Regions from separate parts of the Mus musculus genome. Here region 1 is linked to region 2. The links are chromatin contacts, called in public HiChIP or PLAC-seq maps. All regions are on one chromosome and are shown on one strand. The core of a region is the stretch at or near the end of the contact, and the rest is flanking DNA. Distances in the headings are between cores, read along the strand shown.

The links. HiChIP or PLAC-seq counts read pairs in DNA pulled down with a chosen protein or histone mark.
Region 1: a contact with region 2 is called in an H3K4me3 HiChIP or PLAC-seq map of pro-B cells, with 3 times the contacts expected there. The contact joins the promoter of St8sia4 here to the enhancer-like site in region 2. A contact is called at or near these places in 6 of 39 promoter capture datasets (the 3T3-L1 cell line, 3T3-L1-derived adipocytes, the C10 cell line and 3 more), 1 of 15 datasets of contacts at CTCF or cohesin (large pre-B cells), 1 of 484 Hi-C or Micro-C datasets (the G1E-ER4 cell line) and 6 of 115 datasets of contacts at active chromatin or transcription factors (the 230-238 cell line, bone marrow-derived macrophages, embryonic forebrain and 3 more).

Annotation. Positions count from the first base shown.
Region 1 is chr1:95,665,254-95,671,116 of GRCm38.p6, forward strand. St8sia4 (ST8 alpha-N-acetyl-neuraminide alpha-2,8-sialyltransferase 4) reads right to left here and starts at 2,341. Exons shown (of 5, transcript NM_009183.2): 1 at 1,896-2,341. The coding sequence starts at 2,008. It overlaps Gm30431 (predicted gene, 30431), which reads left to right and starts at 2,448. Exons shown (of 4, transcript NR_166710.1): 1 at 2,448-2,903.
Region 2 is chr1:94,865,178-94,871,007 of GRCm38.p6, forward strand. No RefSeq gene overlaps it. Among named protein-coding and RNA genes, the nearest start is that of 4930440C22Rik, 71 kb to the left of the region's middle. Within about 2 kb of position 3,909, at least 2 of the 459 cell types and tissues checked have an H3K27ac peak or open chromatin away from gene starts, as enhancers often do. A contact at or near this core is called in pro-B cells, where this site is marked.

The DNA.
Region 1 (5,863 bases), core at 1,091-3,590, 800 kb after region 2:
TAGAGCTAACCCAGTCGCTGTGTGACTGTGGGGCTGCAGCTCCTCTGATGCCAGGGCTGTGCAGACCCTCCCTTGATTTCCAAAAAGGCCAGAGAATAAATGTCACTGTGAAACGTGGAGTGTCCTGGATCTGATATTTTCCTTTGGGGCACCCGGGATACAGGCCTCCTTCCTGGAGGCAATTTATCCGAGCAAGGGAATGACTCCTTTGCAGGGTTTGGACATAGTGTTCATCACCACGCCCACTCCTGCTCGCTAGGGTCCCAAACCACTGGAGTCCTGTAGAAGCTTGGCCGCTTTGTCTAAGCGCCGGCTCCTTGGAACCCAATCAGTTCTGAAGGGAACAAAGAGCCTCGATTCGCAAGCCCCAGCCTCCGCCTCTCCCAGGAGTTCCCACGCGCGGGTTCACCACCTTCAAGACCCCTTTGTCTGCCTGGCAAAAACAGGTCTGCTGGGTTTATTCACACCCCTCCCAATTTTTCTTTTCCACCATTGACATGGATTTTCCAACCATCCACTTCTAGGTAAACGACTTCACCTAATTCTTTTTATTTATGTATGTATGTATTTATTTTTCCTCTCATACAAACCTTGAATAGGTTTGTTGAAGCATAAGGACCATTCGGCCCACTCCTTATTAGTGTTCCTTTCTCCTAGAGTCCCCTTTGAGCCTAGTACTATTAGCTTTATGCAGAATAGCAAGTCCTTCCGGGAGGATACACCTGCGTCTTACTCACTTCATTGTGACTGATTACTCAGAGAGGAGCGGGGATATTAAGAAAAGAGCTGCGTAAAGTTTCCTAGTGTGTGTTTGAGAAGCTCTCTGCCCCGCCCCCCACACAAAACCGCGCACACACAAAAATGCCAAAGCATCCTTCTTCGTTTCAAAGATGCCAGAGACAATGTAAAAACAGAAGGAAATCTCAGCCAGTGCAGTTTCCGACTGTGGAAAGCTCCGGACTTGGGAGGATTTCCGAAACAGGACTTTTAACAGAGTTGACAACAGGGCCATATCCTCAGATGTGCGCTTCCAAGCCTTGTCAGAGACAAGAAGTTACAAATCGCTCGCTCTGCTCCCGGATAGACTTCAAAGGCAGAGAAGCCAGGGGAGAGAGGAAGGAAGTGAGATATTTACAGAACTTAATGGGGCGGAGATTTTGATCACATCTTGACAAACTCAAAAAAAAAGAGCAGATATGGTCTGTAAAGGCGCAGTTCCCAGTTCCCTTCTAAAACTGTAACCATGAAACCCGGGAGTTTTATACGTAGAGGAGTGAATAAGGAATTTTCCTTATTGATACTGAAATGTCTAACTTAAAGAAAGAAAGAAAGAAAGAAAGAAAGAAAGAAAGAAAGAAAGAAAATAGATCTTACAGGCGTCCCCTCCCCCAACAAAAACAAACAAAAAAGAGTAAAGACCCACTTCACTTCTGTGACCATAAACTTTGGAGAACGCCGCTTTTTATGGTGTCCTCATAGACTGGCGGGACACAGAAGGAAAGAAAGAAAGAGAAGGCTTGAGGAGTAAAGACATCTCTGAATTCTGCTCAAGCGTTAAACTGACAAGGGCACTCGTTCTTTGTTGACACTTCTGCAGTGACTTCTTTGGTGAGCTGCACCCTGTGCCAATACATCTTTCACCACCACCACCACCACCACCACCACCACCACCACCACCACCACCACCATTGCACAGGGCAAGTTAAACTCATCCTAGAACCAGCATGGGAAACATGCACACACACCTCCAAAGAGCCTTTGTTATTTAATTCATGACACTCTGCACAAGCACGCCCAAACCAATACACACAGCACTCCAAAAACGTCACTCTCCCGGCTCTAAGCACACTTCACTATGGCTTGATTTGGTGTCATATCCTTGAACATGCATTTACCCGATGAGTTGCGTCTCTTGGTGCTCCTCAGTTCTGGCTATTTCTTTTGTCTTATAAAAGATCAGGAGTAGACTTATAGTGCAGATGGTCCACCGTTTTCTAATTGAGCGCATCTTGGGTGCCCGGGAAAGTCCTGGTTGTCCCAGCTCAGGCACCTTCTCCTGGTATAAAGGCTCCGTTTTGGGATGATAATCAAGGGGGAGAAATCTGAAAATTGCGAAGGGAGCGTGGAGCCGAGATCCCAGAATCAGGTCGCTAGGATGTTCAGCGGTGGAGCTCTCCCGGTTCTCCAGCGCTGCCCAGCTCCCTGCCGCGCAGTTAGCGCTTACCGGGCCCGGGTCGCTCTGCGCCGCCTCCCTGGGGCTCAGGTTTCTTTTCAAATGTGACACCTTGTGCATTGGAGGTGGCGGTTTCTTCTGCAGCTGGGCTCGGGGGCGTCACTGGCCCTTTCCTCGCCGTAGCAGGGAAACGATAAGCAAGGCCAGCCAATCACCGTGCTGAGGGGGCGGAGGCTGCTGTTGCCTTGCGTTACTGGCGGCTGCTCGGAGAGTCGTTGTGAGCTCGGTCTGCACTATGCCGGGTGGAGGAAGCTCACAGTCGCACGCGGACGCGTTCTTGCGCACATGCCCCCAAACCACAGACACACACAGAACCACACTATCTCCTAGGACGCCCAAACGTCAAGGCTCCAGATCCGCCAGCTTCGACACCAGCATTCATCTCATCTGAGAAAGATGAGACTCATCCCACCAGAGGAACGCAATGGCTAGGGATAAGGATAGCTCGAGAAAGCAGCCTATCATTCAAAGCGTGTTTGCTAAACATACGTAAACGCACGGGCGAATAAACCCGACCGAAGCACAGTGAAATCCAACAGGGAAGTGGAAGGGGAACGTTCATTATTCAGTGCACAACTCTGTCTGGAAAATACGATTATTCACAGGAGCTGATGAGCTGATCTCGCCCGCAGAGTGGATGGGTAATGAGGATCCCAGCTTGAAGCTTGAGGTAAGCAAGTGAAGTCGGAGGCATCCTTACGAACATTATGGACACTTCTGTGACCCACGCGTTGTCGTTTGGAAACTCCTCACGAAGTGAAGGCAAATCCAATGCCATTTAAACTTCACTGCTGAGACCAGAATTCTGAGAAAAGGCAGCGTCCTCCGGCACACCCACCAACACATTCGTAATCCTAGGGAAGAAGAAAGGAAGGGTAAAAAGCAGGAAAGGCAGGCTCCTCTTGAAAATCCAACTGAAGTGTATTGGGCTCTGATTTTCACCCCTCTTCCCGCCTACCTTTTTTTTTTTTTTTTTTTTTTTTTTTTTTTTTTTTTTTTTACTTCTATTGTATTGTGCAGCTGGCGCGCTTTCTGAGTATTCTAGCTGAGCACCTCTCCATTCCTAGTTTCTGGCACATTCAAGAGAGCTGACTGCTCAGGCTTATCACACCTAACATCTACATGCTTCCTCAGCAGGAGACAGAGCCTGGAAACCAGACTCCTTCCTATCTGTGTGCCTTGGCCCCAGGATTCCAGAGGCTCTGAAGTCTGACTTCCTGCTCCTTCACTGAGCAGTACCTTTGCTAGTCCATTAGCCCATTAAGTTTGCACTTTCCACATCAGCAAATGAGAAGGCTCACCACCAGGATTTGGGTATCCTTGGACTTAGGAAGAATTCAGAGTGACTCAAGGAGCAGCATTAAGTAGAAAGACATGACCCTTGCTTAAAACCCGAGGTTCTAGAACCTTTGCCTAGCTGCTGAGGTCTTTAAAAGTAAACCAACAGAGCTTAGTATAAGACCCTGTTTATGTGTGTCAGTTTCTATTCAAGGTTTAGGAAGTTAAGTCTCCTAAGTTTTGAGAACCTAATCTCTGCAGGACAGGCAACCAAAGAGCCAAGTCTAAAATGCATCAAGGAGCAAGCAATTATGAGTCTTTATTGACATTACAAGTGGCCTGCTGGGAGCCTTTCCAGTGGATTGATGTCCACGCAAATCCTGCTTACCTTAATGCATTTTAGTTACACAGACTTCTCAAGTAGCAGCAGGGAGAAAAATAAAACAGTTTCTCATGGGTTAAAGGGAAGTGGTATTGGCTGGGGTGTATAAAAATGCTGTTTGTTGCAAGAAAAAATATCATGTTCACATGCAGAAAATATCATTTTCATTTTTTCCTCTATTAGTTCATTTTCTCTCAGGTAAATGCCCAACTTTAAAAACCTTTTGTTTTTATATATTGACCTTTGCTTATGTTTCCATACATAGAACCAAATATAATACATGTCTAATCACAAAAGACTTTGACTTTAGCTAGAATGCAGAGTCATAAATGAGTGAAATTTCTCCCAGATCAGGAAATCTATCATCATTATTCTCAATTCTTCAATATCGGCTGGCTTGGGTAATTGGCAATACTATTCTTTTGCATACAGTGTAATGGTTTGTAAGCAAGCATGAACCTTTTACAATTAACTACCACTTACAGACTATCAGTTAAATAATCTTCAATTTGTAAAACTCAACTTGAAGATTGTCTTGTGAGATATATCTTTTTCAATTGTGCTGTTCAGAAACACCTCCGTTTGTAAGAACCATTTTAATTTCTTAAGGCTCACATTTTAATTGTGTGTAGACTCTTGTCTCAGCCTAAGCGTTTTATTGTTCTATTACTATTTCTTATCACAGAGTCTTTTGAGATGTTAAAATTACACACACACACACACACACACACACACCACTGCATCCATGTAGCATGTTTTCTTCTCTCTCTCAAAATTATGCTATGGAATTCATAAACCAGGCTCAGGCCACTGAGACTTTGCTGGTAAATTTACTCACCATCAGTCCTAACAAAGGAGTTGAATCCTTAGGATTCACATGGTAGAAACATAGCATGGATGTCTGCAAGTGGTCCTCTGATCCACACAATAAAATACATGTACACACACACACACACACACACACACAAACACACACACACACATTCACACACAAACACACACACACACCAAAATCAAAACAAAAAACCACATAGGCCCTCCTATTCTTTGAGTGACAGTTCTATGGAGTCAATTAGCAGTTGTCTGGTCTCACTTTTTATAACTTTGTTTTCATAATTTTTATTTTCTGCTTTAATCTACTGAGGACGGCTCAGTTTGTATTTAAATATACAAAGTAAGAAATTCTATTAAAGGTTTCAGACTGTATGCTTTGACTGTTACTAAACTAAGATTGTACAAATCTCAATTTTTGGAAAACGAGTATTAGACAAATGAATAAATATAGTACTTACAAAGGAAAGTACGAATTCCAAGCATAAACTTGCCTAATCCATTAGCAGCAACTGCTTCTGGGGAGAATGGATCAATAGACACTTATTGGAGAGAGCCGTTGGGAATAAGGGGAAAATAATGAGTCTATTTCACATCTGACCTGTAACTCCCCAACATAAAATAAATAATTGATCTTCCTCTCTATTACCACAATCATAATTCCCTATATCCCACTTGAGAAGTGGTCAATACTGATAGATAGCGTATGCATTGTGGTTAAGCACACATTCTCACATCTGTCATTGATGCAATTGGGATGATTTATATTAGCTGCAATGACAATTCTGTCATTAGACAAAATTTGAGTCACTATGCAGGGAAGATAAAAATAGAAGGACTTTTAATATCTCTTGTATGACCTAAATGTAGAATCATTTATTTCTTTAAAACATGCTTTAGAATATGAAGAACATGTAGTGGATTTTTCTGCTTTTAATCTTCTTGACAGAAGACTACATCTACATTGGAATTTCAGAAATGAATGCTTATTATATGTAAAATCCTGTAGAAATTGTCCTGGAGTTGATGAAAACTTCAGAGTAGTAGTGCCCCACATCATGGAACCTGTAGGTTTGTTCTATGGTGTTTTGCAAATGAAGGGTCTTTTTTAATACATGATGCAGTCTCTTTGAATATAG
Region 2 (5,830 bases), core at 2,659-5,158:
CCACACATGACTAACTCTGTATCCAAGGGACAAACAAAGGTGAATTTGGTTGAAATTTGAAAAAGAAATTCAGTGTATGAAAGCTGCATATTGGCCATGGTTTGTCATAGAACAAGAGCCAAGCTATAGGAGCAGGCATATCAATAGATGTCACACTACAAGTAAAGACTTCTGGTGAATATTGAATCCAGGTAATATATAGTGCTATAAGTTGCATAGTCAACTAAGGTATATACATATGTATATATGTATATATATGTATGTATGTATGTATGTATATATGTGTGTATATGTGTATGTGTGTATATATATATATATATATATATATATATATATATATATATATATATATATATGTCCTGTACCTAATATTGAAACTCTCTGTGATTGTTGAAGTTACTGGCTGAGATAACTATTACTGGCTTCACAATCTTGCGAAGCTTACTCTGTGGAACATACTGGCTATAACTAACTCTTACCTTGACTCAGCCTGTCTCTAACTGTATCTGCTAGGTAGACTAAAGAACTATTCTTGTAAATAACAAGTATATATTTCTAAAAGAAAATTGCTTTTGCATTAATATTTCATTACATTATGTTTAAATTATGTGGTAAGCAGGACCTTGTTGTGTCTACGAATAATATTCATAAATTCAGATACTACTGATTTCTGTTTCTTCCACTGCCCCACCTCCCCCCAAAAACACTTGATATAGTTAGTTGAAAGAAATAAAACAAATATTCACTTAAAACAAAACAGTTTTTCTTGGCAATGTGACTGTGACAGTTGGATACATTTAGCATTGATACTTTTCTGCTCCTATAAACAAGACAGAGACTAAGCCTGCCAAGTAAGCTTACCTTCTACTCCTTGCAAAGGAGAAAGGAAAGGAAGCTGGTTTCTGGGCAACAATGAAGTGAAGCAGATTTGCATTTCTCAGACCAAAGAAAGCCTTAGCATCTATAGACTCAACTTTGTGAAGTCTCTCTGCATACAAAACAAATCCCCCCTTTCCAGTCTACAAGTTTATTTAGCAGTTATTTATATTTTATAGAATTTTCATAAAAATAAGAAGTAGCAGATACACACACACACACACACACACACACACACACACACACACACTCCATTTTCCCCTGTTGGCAACTTCAGTAACATGCTCTCTCATCACCCTAGTAGTGATCACTGGCTCTGCCTCTGAGGGTCTGAAAGAGGATGCAGAATGAAGTTGGTTATAAACGCTCTCATGTGGGGGTCACTCCATCCACAACCCTTATTATCTCAATGAAGGACTGACAATAATTGAAGAAAAAATTCAAGAAATTGCTTTTTTGTGGGACCATAGAGGGCATGAGATGTGAGGATGAGCCATTCTCATGCCTCTGCATCCGCCTCCACTGAGACAGTTTCACCTTCTTTTAAAGGTTTCCTTGAAAAAGCTATTGGTAGATGATAAACACTAGAACTAATACCAAAATGAAACTACTCTAATGAAGAAATTGGAATATATTGCTGAATGGAGCTGGTACCTTGGCCATCGGTGCTTTTTTTCTGTGTTGGTCCCCATGGACCCGGGAAGTTCAGATAATCTCTTAGACTCTCTCTTCCGTATTTCTTGCCTCCACTTGTCTTCATTAGTCTTTACTACTCATGGTTGACCTCACGACATGCTGAGGGTTTTACCAGCTTCTCTCATATATACCCTCTCACTTTAACATTCCTGTTATGCAACTAAGATAGTTTAGCTATACACGTTTTAGGAAGGGATGGGTTCATTTTCTGCTAGAGTACATGAATATCTCATGGGAGACAATTTGTAAAGAATAATATTCCACACATGATTCTGGTTACTGTGAGGTTCAAGGTTTAGCTGTAATACATGGAGAGGGTCTTCCAGCTAATGAGACCTCCATGGAAAGTTCTGGGTTGGTGCAGGGCCACACAGGGCGAGAATTGATCATTAATAATCACGATGCTTTCAAGTATTCCTATATTCAGAGTCCTTTGGTAATCAGTGGTAACAGCTGAATCATGTGTTAACCTAGAGCTTTAGTTTTAGTTTAGGGTTTTTTAAAAATATGTTTTAAAAATTACATTTAACTGGTTAATTAATTTGTGTGTGTGTGTGTGTGTGTGTGTGTGTGTGTGTGTGTGTGTGCATGTGTGTGTCTTATTCAGTGCTCTATTGCTATGAAGTGATACACAATGACCATAGGAAACAATCATTTAATTGGGGGCTTGCTTATGATTTCAGAGGTTTGGTCCATTGTCATCATGGCAGGGAACATGGCAGCATGCAGGCAGCTATGGATCTGGAGAGGTTGCTGAGAGTTCTATGGATCTGCAGGCAGCAGGAAGAGAGTGGTGCTGAGACTAGCTTGAGCTTTTGAACCCTCAAATCCCACCTCCATGAGACACTTCCTCCATCCTAATCTTTGTCCTAATCTTTCTCCAGCAGTGCCATGCCATGATACCCAAGCATTCAAATATATAAACCTTTGGAGCCATTCTTATTAAAACAACCCTGTCAGTTACATTTTAACTGTACTTTGTTTCTCTGTTTCTTTCCTTGTTTCTTTCTTTGCTTCTTTGGTTACTCTAACTAGGGATTGGTCTACCTTTGTTTATGTTTTCAAATAATAAAGTATTTATTTTTTAATTGTATATATTCTCAGTTATTCTGTATTTTTTGTCACCTACTGTATTTATGTTCAGTTTATTGATTCTTATTGTTTTTAGAATCTGGGTCTGTGCCATTATGCTATTTATTTGAGATCTCTTTATAAGCTGTTATATTCTAAACCTTCTCCCTCAGAACTTCCTTGGTGCTGTGTCTAAGAGGGTCTGGAAAGTTACATCCTCATTTAAATTTATTCTAAGAATTTCTTGGCTAAATTTTCCTTTCATGTGTTGAATAACTTCTCCATGTACTGACCATTTATCCCCTCTGGTAACTTTCTTCCCTGTGACTTTGATTGATCCCTTTCCTTCATTTTTTTTTTCTGCTTAAGACATAATCATTACTCCTCTTTAAAGTAGAACTTTATTTTTTTTATTTTCAATGATTTTTATTTTTCAGCATTAGAGGTTTTAGAAATATAATAGTGGATTGTTTTCTCTTATGTTGTGTGTGTGTGTGTGTGTGTGTGTGTGTGTGTGTGTGTGTGTATGTGTAGTGCATTCATGTACTTGTTGACATCAGGCGTTTTTCACTATTACTCTCTACACTTTCATCTACATCTTTCATTGGGTCAAGAGCTCACCACTCAGCTAGACTTCCTGACTAGTGATCTTTCTTCTCTGCAGTTTTCTGTTGCTATTTAGGGTGAAGGTGAACATCAATAACGAGTTTAATGATTTCACAGAAGCCCTTGAGTTAACTTGCAGTAGAAACTTTTATGATTGCACTTCTCTGTCAAATAGGATTCAGAAATAGCAGCACCAGAGCATCTCTTAGAGAATATGTATTTTATATACATTTCATTTTAGAGCAAACGGTACCAAAACTTACAAAAATATAGAATGTGAAATAAGGAAACAAAGAAGTAAGATAAGAATGAGGAGGAATGTATATGTGCTAGAGGTATAAGTAGTAGACTATCAAAAGAAACGATAGCAAGATGAATATTAAAAACTAACAGTTGAACAACAAAGGACAAGTTTAAATATTTAAAATGTGATTGTTGATATTAAAAATAAAATGAAACAGATGTATTATGATATCAATTATTGTCTCTTCTTAGTTGGGATCATACTCCCTTTTTCATTCCCATGGATTTTCCTTTTTCTTTCTTTCTTTCTTTCTTTCTTTCTTTCTTTCTTTCTTTCTTTTTTTTAAGCTGTCAATATTGTGGCTTATTCAGATTCTGTATGACAACAGAAAGCCACTTCCTCTTTCTTGGTTCCCTCTTGCAGTCTTTGAAGTACCTACACAGTTATTGTTATTTTCTCTTGAAATACTAGAGGTATTTTCATATTGTTTTTAAAGATCTGATCTGGAACCAACTAGTATGGTAGTGATTAGACTTAAGGACTATATAAGTGTTTGAATTGTGGTTAGTACAAGTGAGAATTAAATTATCAATTTATATTTAAGTTTTAATTTTAAAACTATGACAGTGTAAAATATTGGTGTCTGTTATGACCAATGGTAGGATTACATTTCACATTGGCCACGGGAAATATTTTCTTTAGTTCATTTTTCTTTCTTTCTTTCTTTCTTTCTTTCTTTCTTTCTTTCTTTCTTTCTTTCTTTCTTCCTTTTTTTCTTTTCTTTTTTTTAACACCATTGCATACATTAGCAAGATTTTGCTGAAAGGACCCTGATATAGCTGTCTCTTGTGAGGCTATACCCGGGCCTAGCAAACACAGAAGTGGATGCTCACAGTCAGCTATTGGATGGATCACAGGGTCCCCAGTGGAGGAGCTGGAGAATGTACTCAAGGAGCTAAAGGGGTCTGCAACCCTATAGGTGGAACAACAATATGTTTTTTTCTTTTAATCTTTATAATTTTTTATTAATCTTCATAGGCTGTGGTTGGGGCTGCTAGTCTCAATAATTCCAACTAGTGTGTGTGTTTTTCCTAATTAGAAGGATTTCCCATGAGTGACTCCTGCTTTGTGCTTAAATCTGAGACTGCCATCTCCACATAGGAATCTTGTCTCTGGTATTTTAATGATTAGATTTCATAGGAAAGGTTTTCTGTGACTGAGGTTCGGAGGGGCCATCTACCTACATTAACCCTTTCTTCTTACCTATTATACCACTTAACCAAGTTCTGTAACTATGTAATTCATCCTCTTGGGAAGGATATTGAGACTCTCTCAGTGCCAGACTCCTGTATCACTCTTCTGCTTATAGTTGCCACATCCTGCTCTGTCTGGGGGTCTTCATTACATGCATTGGGACCTTGATTCAAGTTCTACCACATGTCTCTAGTACAACTTGTTCAGGCAAAGTTCCAGTGTGGGTTCTTTCCCAAAGCCTATTCCTCTTCAGGTCTCATTTTCATATAAGCTACACACCCATCCTCTGGCTTGAGCATCTAGAGTCTATACTGTCTCTTTATACTTCTTGTAACTGTGAACACATTACTCTGGTTTGAACTTTATTATGTGTTCAGGAATGCTAGCTTGGTTTCATGGCAGAAAAAAACAACAACAACATGTATTTCTATTTTCTTTTAAGATTAGGATCTATTAATATTATATGGCAACTTTATTGCCATCAGATCCTCAAATGTGACTTCTAGTCTGCCACTTTATACCAAGATCCTCATCATAACATCTAAACTCTTTTATCAACCAACACTGGGAGAGCAATCTGCTTCCTCTTGGAAGTTAGTTTACTGGTCTGTCTTTCTTTCATGATTTTCTTTCAAGTTTTATTGATTTCATTATTATCTTACTCAATTTTGCTTGTTATTACTTTTAATGTTTTAACTTTCACATTTGTGCTGCTATTATAAAATACTACAGACCATTAAATTTATAAACAAACATAACTCTTACAGTTATGGGAGGTAGACGTCCAAGATCGTAGTAGTGACAACTGGTTGGCTCCCAATACAGCACATTTTTAAATGTCATCAAACAGAAGAGAGAAAAAACACACACGCGTGCATGCACACATGCATGCCTGCACACAAACACACACACACACACACACACACACACACACACCAAATGTTTTGTGCTTTTGATATTTTAAAAAGAGATCATTCCACTTACAGGGAAGGAGGTAATTAAGTGCCAATTTCTTAATACTGCTGCATTGAGATTAACTTTCAAAACTAATATTGTCAGGTATTAAAGTCAGAGAACTTATTT